Regions from separate parts of the Mus musculus genome. Here all the other regions are linked to region 2. The links are chromatin contacts, called in public HiChIP or PLAC-seq and Micro-C maps. All regions are on one chromosome and are shown on one strand. The core of a region is the stretch at or near the end of the contact, and the rest is flanking DNA. Distances in the headings are between cores, read along the strand shown. Region 1 has its middle 140 kb from the start of Dmrta1. Region 2 holds the start of Dmrta1 (doublesex and mab-3 related transcription factor like family A1). Region 3 has its middle 160 kb from the start of Dmrta1.

What was found. A called contact is a pair of places that touch in the nucleus more often than the background predicts. HiChIP or PLAC-seq counts read pairs in DNA pulled down with a chosen protein or histone mark.
Region 1: a BATF HiChIP or PLAC-seq map of CD8 T cells shows a contact between it and region 2, with 11 read pairs. The contact joins the enhancer-like site here to the promoter of Dmrta1 in region 2. A contact is called at or near these places in 11 of 39 promoter capture datasets (the 3T3-L1 cell line, 3T3-L1-derived adipocytes, the C10 cell line and 6 more), 1 of 15 datasets of contacts at CTCF or cohesin (CD8 T cells), 3 of 484 Hi-C or Micro-C datasets (memory CD8 T cells, natural killer cells and pre-pro-B cells), 5 of 115 datasets of contacts at active chromatin or transcription factors (CD8 T cells, embryonic forebrain, memory CD8 T cells and 2 more) and 1 of 9 other capture datasets (adipose tissue).
Region 3: a Micro-C map of the HL-1 cell line shows a contact between it and region 2, with 5 times the contacts expected there. The contact joins the enhancer-like site here to the promoter of Dmrta1 in region 2. A contact is called at or near these places in 14 of 39 promoter capture datasets (the 3T3-L1 cell line, 3T3-L1-derived adipocytes, the C10 cell line and 9 more), 4 of 15 datasets of contacts at CTCF or cohesin (CD8 T cells, liver, pro-B cells and 1 more), 60 of 484 Hi-C or Micro-C datasets (the 63-12 cell line, the Ba/F3 cell line, the C10 cell line and 37 more), 6 of 115 datasets of contacts at active chromatin or transcription factors (CD8 T cells, effector CD8 T cells, embryonic hindbrain and 3 more) and 2 of 9 other capture datasets (adipose tissue and liver).

Annotation. Positions count from the first base shown.
Region 1 is chr4:89,549,099-89,552,596 of GRCm38.p6, reverse strand. No RefSeq gene overlaps it. Among named protein-coding and RNA genes, the nearest start is that of Dmrta1, 140 kb to the left of the region's middle. Within about 2 kb of position 1,881, at least 27 of the 459 cell types and tissues checked have an H3K27ac peak or open chromatin away from gene starts, as enhancers often do. A contact at or near this core is called in CD8 T cells, memory CD8 T cells and natural killer cells, where this site is marked.
Region 2 is chr4:89,686,395-89,690,190 of GRCm38.p6, reverse strand. It overlaps Dmrta1 (doublesex and mab-3 related transcription factor like family A1), which reads right to left and starts at 1,993. Exons shown (of 2, transcript NM_175647.3): 1 at 1,252-1,993. The coding sequence starts at 1,882.
Region 3 is chr4:89,528,849-89,532,171 of GRCm38.p6, reverse strand. No RefSeq gene overlaps it. Among named protein-coding and RNA genes, the nearest start is that of Dmrta1, 160 kb to the left of the region's middle. Within about 2 kb of position 2,006, at least 20 of the 459 cell types and tissues checked have an H3K27ac peak or open chromatin away from gene starts, as enhancers often do. A contact at or near this core is called in the 63-12 cell line, the C2C12 cell line, the HL-1 cell line and 2 more, where this site is marked.

The sequences.
Region 1 (3,498 bases), core at 632-3,131, 140 kb after region 2:
TCTCTGACTGCTGGGGACATTTACTTTAAAGCTGAATTTGCTGAAAAGCCTGGGGCACAATTTTAAGACTGTCCCAAAGCACTATAATGGGGCAATTAGTGCCTAATGATATAGAAGAAGGGTACAGAAATTGGAAGAAAGGTATTGCTTGAGCTGTTAAGACCACAGAGCCATGCATTTCCCTCTGTCAGCATTACAGGGTGTGTGTGCGTGTGTGTGTGTGTGTGTGTGTGTGTGTGTGTGTGCAGCAACAAAAACATTTCCGCTAGAAACAACCCATCAATATTTAGAAATAAATGTGTAAAAAGTGGTTTAAAGTGTCTTGGGCTTTAATAGTCCTGAAACGTCCAATTGTGTGCATAATAGATTTATGTACAGTGAACTTTCTTTTACCTTTTTTTTTTCTAATTTTCCCTAGTTTTGTGCCATGCATGATTCTAAGTTTAAGCATCTTTGGGGTTCTAGTTTTAAATTCCCCCCTCCCCCAGCTTTTTGGCTTTTTTTGCTTTACACAGTTGAGATTTGTTTTGTTTTGTTTTGTTTTGTTTTGTTTTGTTTTTGTTTTTGTTTTTCGAGACAGGGTTTCTCTGTTGTAGCCCTGGCTGTCCTGGAACTCACTCTGTAGACCAGGCTGGCCTCGAACTCAGAAATCTGCCTGCCTCTGCCCCCTGAGTGCTGGGATTAAAGGCGTGCACCACCACCGCCCAGCGCTTTACACAGTTGTTAAGCTTAGAAACTTTAGGAAATGGCTTGTCTGAGATTGGTTTATGTGTTTTTTCCTTGAAACAGTTGACAAGTTTGTTAGCCACATTTCAATGGGAGTATTAGAACTGCCAGCATGGGCTCGTAAGATAAGATGAGAGTTTTCTAATTAGGAGCCTTCCTGTTTGGTTAGCAGAAGCTACTACGCACTCGGTCTCCCTCATTCTAGTCACACAGTGGAAAGGAGGACAGCTCTGACTGGTCAGTGCTCTGCTCTTGCATGGGTTTGCAATGCTGCACTTCGTGACAGCCAGGTTACAGGCCATTCTCTCTTTTATTTTTTTTAAATTAATTTGTTATTTTATTTGTTTACATTTCAAGTGTTGTCTCCCTTCCCAGGTCTCCCCTCCACAAACCCCACATTCCATCCCCTCTCCTTTGCCTCTAAGAGGGTGCTCCTCCATCCACCCACCCACTCCCACCTCACCCCTCTAGCATCCCCATACACTGGGACAACAAACCTTCACAGGACCAAGGGCCTTCTCTCTCATTGATGCCAGATAAAGCAGTCCTCTGCTACATATGCAGCTGGAGCCATGGACCCATCCATGTATACACTTGGTTGGTGTTTTACAGGCCTATGATACTCTACCTTTTCATTGGTCTCAACAGGAGTAGAACAGGTCTGGGTTTTTGTTTTTGTTTTTGTTTTTTGGGGGGGCACTTTCTGAACCAGAGTTGAACTAAAGACCTGTTTTCTTTCTGTTTTTCTAATCATAGCCTTGCGTCTACATTCCACCTTGTCAGTGTAACAAACCAATTACCAGAGAGCTGGTTGGAGGCCTTTTCTTCAATGGCTTCTCTGAGCCAAGCAGAAGGAACACACTGGCCCATATGTATCATGTGTTACTCTAGCAGAGATTCCATGCTAGGCTATAAAATAAGAACTACAGTTTGGAGTGGTTTTTGTTAGAAGGTCTGCATTCCTGGCCCAGGGGACTTGGAGGGAGAGAGACTTCTGAGGGTAAGGGATAAAAGCCTTAGAGATAGATCTGTTGAAGCACAGAGGAAACAAACTTGACACATAAGTTTAAAATGCAGGAACAAAATGCAGGAAGCAGACAACTGACTACAAGCACCCCCAGAAAGTAGATCAACAGGAAACCACATTTTCTCACTTGTTTCAAAGTCTCGCCATTCAAACGTTCCCTTTGATCCTTGTACCCAAGCCTCATCAGCATGTTTGATGATATTGTGTTGATTGTTTTTGTATCTGTCCAGATTTATTATCATAAGCAAGCAACCTACTTACTTTTTTGTGTGTGTGGTGCAGTGTCCACCTTGAACAGCAGCCACAAACCAAGAGCCAAGAAGTTCTGAAGGCCAACTGCTATGAAGTAGATTTAGCACCTCGTGTACCTGTGAAAGGCCTTGGGCTAGCATAATTATTTGGTTTCTGAGTTCTAGAGTGTTTGAATAGCAAACGGCAGAGTTCATAAGAACCCCTGTTTCTGTACACACAGTGAAGGTGAAGTCCGGACTACTAACAACGAAGTAGGCGCTGCTCTTTTTGTTGAGGCAAGAGAAACTGTCAAGACAAGAGTGTATAGTCCTGAGTAAATGTGACTCTGGGAAGGACAGATGTCACAATCCATGCTCCTGCTCAGTACCTGAGAAGGCAGAGATAGGCTCAGGCCCTAGAGGGACCACTAAATCATGTTCAGCAGGCAGTAAATGAAAAGTTGTAATGTGTTATGTTTCTCACAGAACCTAGGAAAGTGGAGACTATGATTGCCCATTAAGGGAGTTAAGACATCTTATAGAGGAGGGTCCATAAAAGGGTTTTGGTTTGTGTCTCAGTGAGCTCTCCACTGAGCATATAGTCTTTGTACTTTTTTCAATTAGTATTTGATTCACAAATTCGGCCCAAAATATACTGACTGTGAACTAATAAACTCTTGGAGTCAGAAGTCCTTTGACAGACTTTTGAGGCATTGATGAGCCCGTCCAGTTTCCAAGTTTTAGGAGTGTAATTTAGCTATGTGTTATACCCAGAATAGAGACCTGAAGGCTTAGACATAAGTAATCTAGGTTTGGAATCAGAAAAAGGGTTTGACTTATGCCATAACTCAATGTGTTTTATAGAAAATGAGTCCTGCCTATTAGAGTCTCTCAAAGACTGCCCCTGATATGACAAAATGATGTGTTTGGCAAATCCTTTTAAAGAGTGTTTTATAATCTCATTGTTAAGACTCATAAGAGGGATCCATCTGTTGGTGTGAGTTCTATCTGTATTTAAGTCACCAGAATGTAGGGAATTTTGACAGCTCCAAGTGGCCTTCTGTTACTGCCACCTTGGCACAACTTACATAGGTTCCATTCACACTGATGGTTGGGGAATAGGGATTCAGGAACAAAGAGGAAATAGGAGAGGGTCAAACAGAAGTTTTAAAACCAGCATGCAGTGTGTCTGGGTGTTTTAAAAGCAGCATCCAGTGTGTTTAGGAAGACAAATGAAGTGAGCTTGCTGGTAGTACAATGATCAGACACCTAGGACTAGGCTTGTACTGTGATGGCAGACTTAGAGTTCTAAGAAAATTTTAGAAACTGATCTCACTCCAAATGAAACCTATGAGGCTACCCCATATAACCAGATAAGGAGTGAATTTTCTAAGTAGGGAGCTGATGCTTTCTTATCAAGAGGAAAACATGAGAAAAGATTTTTGGAAAATGGTGGAAAGGTTGTGGGTGCACACGAGGGGACTCGAATCAAGTATTGAGGTCTTGAGTCTATGA
Region 2 (3,796 bases), core at 744-3,243:
AATTTAGAAAGCCATTGAAGAAGTCTTTAAAATATGAACTTCTTTTTTTATAGGCCAGTCATTGTGACACAATAATCTAATACAATCATTAGGCCTGCAAAATGTACACTTTAGTACAAAACGTTTACATAAATCCATACCATCAGCCAAATCTCATTAGCAGTGTAGCTGAAGGAATGTTACCATCTCTCAACAGTCTCTATCTTCCATGAGAAACACTTAAAGTTCATTGGTCTAGTGAAATAAACTAGAGCATGTGTCCAAACTTGACGTAAGTGAATGTAAATTTTCAATGCAGAGATGGGCTTCTTTTGAAACTACACCCTCTTTTGCTAAGATCTGCAGTTTTGACAACCAAGCAAAGTTTCTAATTAATAGCTTACCACCGGTTATCGCATAACTTCATGTGATACAACCTGTTTAGGATTTTAACTAAATGATTTAAAGGAAATTCCCATTTAACAGCGGCCCTATGCAGGGATGAAAATTTCATGACAACATAGTGATATTGATATTACAGGAAAAGTTAATTTGGAGGTCATATTAGTTGTAAATCTAAACAAGAGATACTGGCCATGACTTTGTGGCCGGAAACTGCAAGGATAGACGAATACTCTGCTGAGATCTCTCCAGCTACAAAGTGACACTCTTGTCAATGGTTTCATTATCGACAGGGAAGGCCCAAACTTATTTCCAATGAGAACTAAATATAAGTCCCTAAAGTTTTCCTCTCCTTTGGGAATGGTGCTTAAAGAATTAAAATGGAGCAGGAAAGAAAAAGGTGAGAAATTTCAGTTTCTTAAGTGCTAACTGATGACAAAACACTGTCCCCAAATCAAAGATCGTCACAATAACCATAGTCAGCCGGTTTCCTGTGCAAGAACACTGTGGCTTTGCAACTGGAAAGAGTGTCAGCACACCCGCTAAAGTTTTCTCTTACAGCCTGCTTAAGTTCCGGCCACACAAAGACAAAGCCGACTGCGCCTAAATCCACTCCAGGTGCGAGCCGGCGGCTGTGATCCCATACACTTCACTGTTTTCATTGTCTTTAGACGCGGGATGAGCTCTTCCAGTGAAAACCTATTAACTATCCCCATCCCAGCCATCAACAGGGTAGATCTACATTACTGAACTTCAGCACTTCTTTCAAACAACTCTTTCTGTCCACTCTTAAGGAGCTGCTGCTCGTTTCTACACATTCTTGCAGAACAATCATTTTCTCTCATGAAAAGCAAACCAAAGAGGACTCACCCTGCTTTCTGTCAGCATAATCTTGCTGGAAAACCTCGAAAGTTGGGACTGACCGGCTCCCAGGGTGTCTAGAGGCACCCGCTCCCAGAACAGCTACAGCCATGGGGTTATTCAAGACCTGGGGACTCTCGGTCCTGCCGCTGCCCCCGGAAGCCTGAGCCCCGGACCCCGACGACCCCTGGTACAGAAGCCTGTGCAGCCCGCGGGCCTCGCTCTCCTCCTGCGCCTGCTGCCTGCGCAGGGCCACCTGCGCGGCCATGACACGCTGCCGCTCGGCGATCAGGGTGCACTTGGCACACGCGCAGTCCCGCCAGCGGCAGAAGCGCTTGTGGCCCTTGAGCGCTGACACCACGCCATGGTTGCGACAGCGCGCGCACTTCGGGGTCCGCGGGTAGCCGCAGCCTACCGCCCCCAACGCCCTATCCAGCCCAGGGCCCGGAGCGCATCCTGCGCGACCGGAGCTTGCGGTCGATCGCAGAAAAAGGCCAGGCGGCCGCAGGAAAGTCGCGGACACCGGAATCCCCGACGACACCGACCGCGCGGCCGAAGCGGGCGCAGCAGCCCGCCCTGGGGCCAGATGGGGTCGGCAGCCGCCGCTGCGGTCTCTACGACCGTGAGGTAATCGCTCCATTCTGAGAAGGCGCCTCTGAGGAGTAGAAACCAGCAAGTGCGCTGTCCAGAGCTACCCTGTGGGGATACCGGCTGAGGACCCGCCTAGGTCCCGCTGTCCCGCTCCGCGCACTAACTAGAGTTTGCTGTCCTGTCCCAGAGCAAGAAACCGCCGGGTCTAAGAGCTCCAGAACCTGACCGACGGCGCAGCCAGCCAGTGAGCCTCTGAGTCTAGACAGCTGGGGCAGTGTCCTGAGCTCTGCCAGTCTCCTGAGCCTAGAAGGGCCAGGCTGGAGGGCCACCCCGCCCACTGGGTAGGCTGGCCAAGGAAGGAGGCCAGGGGAGGACCTAGGGCGGAGAGTGGGACTTTCTGGGAGGTGGCCTGTGGGATAGGTTAGAAAGTGTCCAGATCAGACTGAAAGGTCCATTAAGAAAAAAGAAACTTTTATGTATTTTGGATATTCACTCTGTCAGATGCAGGGTTAGTGAAGGCTGTTTCACAATCTGTGGGCTGTCATTTTGTCCTAATGACAGTGTCCTTTGATTTACAGAAGCTTTTCATTTTCATAAGGCCCCATTTATTAGTTGTTTACGTTAGTGACTGAGTCATTGGTGTTTTGTTCAGGAAAATGTCTCCTGTACCGACGAGTTCAAGGCTATTCCCATTTTCTGTTCTATTAGATTTAGTGTATCTGGTAATATACAAAATATATACAGAACTCAAGAAGGTAGGCACCAACAATCCAAATAACCCAATCTAAAAATGGGGTACAGAGCTAAACAGGGAATTCTCAACAGAGGAAACTTGAATGGTTGAGAAGCAGGTAAAGAAATATGCAGATCACCAGGGATCACGAATCAAAACAACTCTGAGATTCCACCTTGCACTCATCACACTGGGTAAGATCAAAAACCCAAAGGACAGCACATGCTGGCAAGATTGTGGAGCAAGGGGAACACTCACTCCTACACTGCTGGTGGGAGTGCAAATGTGTACACAGGAAATCAATTTGGCTGTTTCTCAGAAAAGTGGGAATGGCTCTACCTCAAGACCCAACTATACCACTCCTGGGTATATCCCCAAAAGATGTTCCACCCCACCCCACCCACAAGGACATCTGCTCAACTATGTTCATAGCAGCTCTGTTACTAATATCTGGAAACAACCTAGATGTCCCTCAAAGGAAGAATGGATAAAGAAAATGTGGCTCATTTACACACTGGCATTAAATACAAGAACATCATAAATTTCTCAGGGAAATGAATAGAACTAGAAAATATCCTGAGTGAGATAACCCACACCCAAAAGGACATGCGTGGTATGTACTCACTTATAAGTGGATATTAGCCATAAAGTACAGGATAACCACACTATAATCAGCAGACCCAACGAAGCCAAATAACAAGGAGGTCCCAAGGGAGGATGAATCTTTCTCAGAAAAGGATCAAAACAGATATCAGAGGTTGATGGAAGGAGGGAACTGGGTGGAAGAGGTGATGGGAAGTGGAAGGGGGCAGGGAGGGAGATCATATGTAGGGAGAACAGATAGAGAAAGAAGATGAATAGCGGCAGGGGTGTGTGTGTAATCTCCTGGACTCTAGAACATGCCAGTAACCTGTGATAGGGGGAGATCCAAGAGGGTCTATGGGGGACAACTCAAGATGAGCCTCCTAACAGAGGCAATATGGATTTTGAGGTAGCCTCTTCCTATAGCTAGCCCAGACTCTGAGTGGAAGCATAAGAACAGTAACCCATCCACAAAACCTTCAACCCAAAATGTGTCCTGCCTACAAGATGTACAGGGACAAAGATGGAGCAGAGACTGAGAAAATGGCTAACCAATGACTAGCCCAAATTGAGACCCATCCCATGTGCAAGAAACAATCCCTGACACTATTAACAATACTCTGTTGGGCCTGCATACAAGAACCTATT
Region 3 (3,323 bases), core at 757-3,256, 160 kb after region 2:
TGTGAGATGTGATGGAGAGAGGTAGATAATGAAGCTAGAGTGTCCTGGTCCTTATTCTTCCATCTCAGTCTCTGTCTCATTTCCATCTTTGTTAAACTGGAATGAGAACAGTGTCCTTCGTGTACAGTAGCTGTGGTAACGAGGGAAGTTAATACATGGAATGTGCATAGAAGGTAGCTGTCACACACAAGAGTGTCCAATACTAATTGGCTGTGACTGTTTGGACAGGGATATAATCACTTGGGCCAGCATAAATGGGAACTGAGATGACACTCTGCTTTCAGAACATCAGGTGAACCCAGCCCAGCGGTTTCATAGACAGTAATTCATTTATTTTATCTAAAGATACGATGAAGGATTCACAAGTCATCATTTTCCTCCTTGCCATCCTTATATGAAAAGAAATGTTTCTGGAACTTTCTCTTGCTCTGGGGTGAGTAATGGTTACTGGGGCCTGAGAGTCACGCTATGAATAACTTTGTGGTTCCTACAATCTCCTCTGTCAGTACAGAGTGGGTTTGGCTGGGTGGGCATAAAACGTCATTAAAACACCCTAACTCAAGGCACTATCTGAGTGGTTCTGTGTGTTTGTGCCTCCAGTAAATCTTGTTGTGTTCTTATCTTTTACACACCAGGAAGTTAAGAATAAAGAGGAGAGAAACAAAGGAGGAGGGAGAAAAATAAACAGGAGAAAGATGGAATGAATTCACTGTGTGCTTGTGTTTATTAAGGCGATTTCTATTTATTAAGCCCACTTTATTAGCAGATGCGCCCATGGGAAGGTCATATTTTTCTTCAGAGCTTAAAATGTTAAATGTGAGAGTAAACTTCAGGGGGCTGACAAAGCTTACTCAGAGCTACACGGCTGGCAAATGGGAGGGTGCCGCTTCTACAACAGCTTGACCTCTAGATTCAGTCTCATCCGCAAGCCGTCAAGGACCCCCGGGACCCCAGAAGGATGAGCCAACCAGGCTTGGCTTCCCAATCACGGGAACCACGTTCTAGCATCCTGCCCTGTCTGCCCACGGGTTGAGTCGCTATTCTTTCAAATTGCTAGAATTTGGCAAGGAGACAGAAATAATCTATGTCTGCACCAGTCATTTGTGATTTTGCTTCAGCGAAGACCAGGTATCACCTCTACTATAAAGCTTCACCTTTGGCATGGGATGCAAACTTTTCTCTGGCTAAAGACTTGGAAACAGTTGCCAAATGTGCAAGATTTCTTTTCCCTCTACTGCCAAAGAAGCGAGAGTGCTGTGCAAACAAGATACTTTGAAGAAAAGAGTCTGGGTCAAAATTCAAGAATTATTTTCCTTATCAAAAAAAAATTGGTTATTCACTCTATCTCTGTTATATCTCTGGAGGCTTCTTTTTCTACCCATAGGTACATATGTTCAGTCTATGTCCATTGGACCCTGAACTAGCACAATTCTGTTTGTTCTTGGGAGCTAAGCAAGGGCAGGCCAGGTTAGCACTTGGATGGGAGATAAATGTATACAACGGGGGAACTTTGAGCTCTAAAAGCCTCCAAGCTATAAAACTATGAAAGAAGGAGATGCAGCTAAGTATTAAGAGGGATTCTTGGAGAACATGGTCAGCTTTACAAAAAGTTTTAATGTGGTCAGCTCAAAACCCCTTGTGTGTTATAAATAAGGCCATTCTCATGGGTAGCCAAGTGCACTCAAGACAGTGCCATGGGTGAGCACTGCTACACACAGGAGAGATCTCAGATAGATGGTGACATGAGACACATGGACTTTCACAACCAGTATCTTTCTAAGTCAAATTTGACTCATCGTGTGCATAATCTGCGTGTTTTCTCATTTCTCACTTTTGTTGAAACTACCTGAGTCACTATTTTGATTTAAAACTTAAAAAAGAAAATCTGTCTGCAGACACCTGGCAAGCTGAGTCATTGGTATTTTAAAGCCTAGAGTTTCTTAAATAGAAACGGAACATTTATGCATCTGAAGACATGAGTCAGAAATGTTTTTATAGCTCCATTTTCTTACAAAGATGAGAAGACATTTTAGGGGTTTCCCCTAAGCATTGCATAAATATTTTTAAGCGCACTATGTTACACTGTGAGGCACAGGGGTGAACTAATTATAATCTCTTAGGTTCCAGATCTAAGCATCTAAGTGAGGAGCCGAAATACATTACTTTTATTGAACACAGAATGTATAACTTCAAGGATCAGGGGAAATTGAAAGCTTAGTAATTAGAGTAGTTGAAAATTAACCAGGTTTTTACAAAATGGGAAGCCACAATCCGGAATGTAAAAACAGCATATAAGTGAGAGTCAAGCCAAATGTCTGATCCATTCTGGTGGATCTTGTAAGAATTTAACTACAAAACGATAAGAAGTTTTCAGAAATCACAGAAATTACTTTTGATTAGAGAGCCTTGTACAAAGTGCCTAAAAGGCAATGTTTGTGAATAGATAAAAACCAAGACCATATACACACAGGCCTAGGTCTGAGGGCAACAGTAAGAAGAAATTCTCATTAGTTACAATTTTAAGAAAAGCTGATTCTATATACCATACAACTAACTGCTTCTGAATTGTAGCTAAGAATCCCAGCCTCATACAACAATCTATTCAGGCTTTCTAATCTGACTTATTATTTCTAATAAAAGCAATATCCAATAACAACAAAGTTACCCCACATTTTAGTGAATGGGCTTAGTCATGTACACATACACTACATGAGCAGCAGCATAGACAGCTAGCTTCCGAATCTGTTACGTGTGCCACACTCCTGGGATCACCTCGCCAGTGGAAGTCTGTATACAAACGCAGAGTGGATGCAACCATGTGCTAAGCACAGTCCACCAAGATTCCTGTGAGTCTTCTTTTTGTCCCATAACATTCCCAGCCCCTGGCTGTGCAGCCAGGGTGTGTCCTAAAGTCCCTGGGATCAAACCTCAAACAAAAACATCAGATTCAGTGTGACTTGTGGATTCAAGTGAAGGTTGGGACAAAGGGAAGCATCTCGGAGCTGCTATGGTGAAGATTCTCGTGGAAGTCACCACAGCAATCTCCCCTGGAAGGAGGGATCCTCTTCCTTCCTTCTTTATCCATTCGCCCTCTCTTTATCCATTCTCTGATCTCTTGAAGTCACTTCTCAAATAACCTATTTGCCCACAAGCATTGTTTTCAGACACTGTGTTTTGAGAAGTCGTTCTGAGATAGAATGATCTTTATAATCATTGATCTATGTAATTAAGATCTATGCAAACCTGAGAGTCTAGCCTGGGGGTGGGGTGGAAACACGAATGGAAATTGCTAGTGAAATATATCTGGTCATAAAAAGGATTGT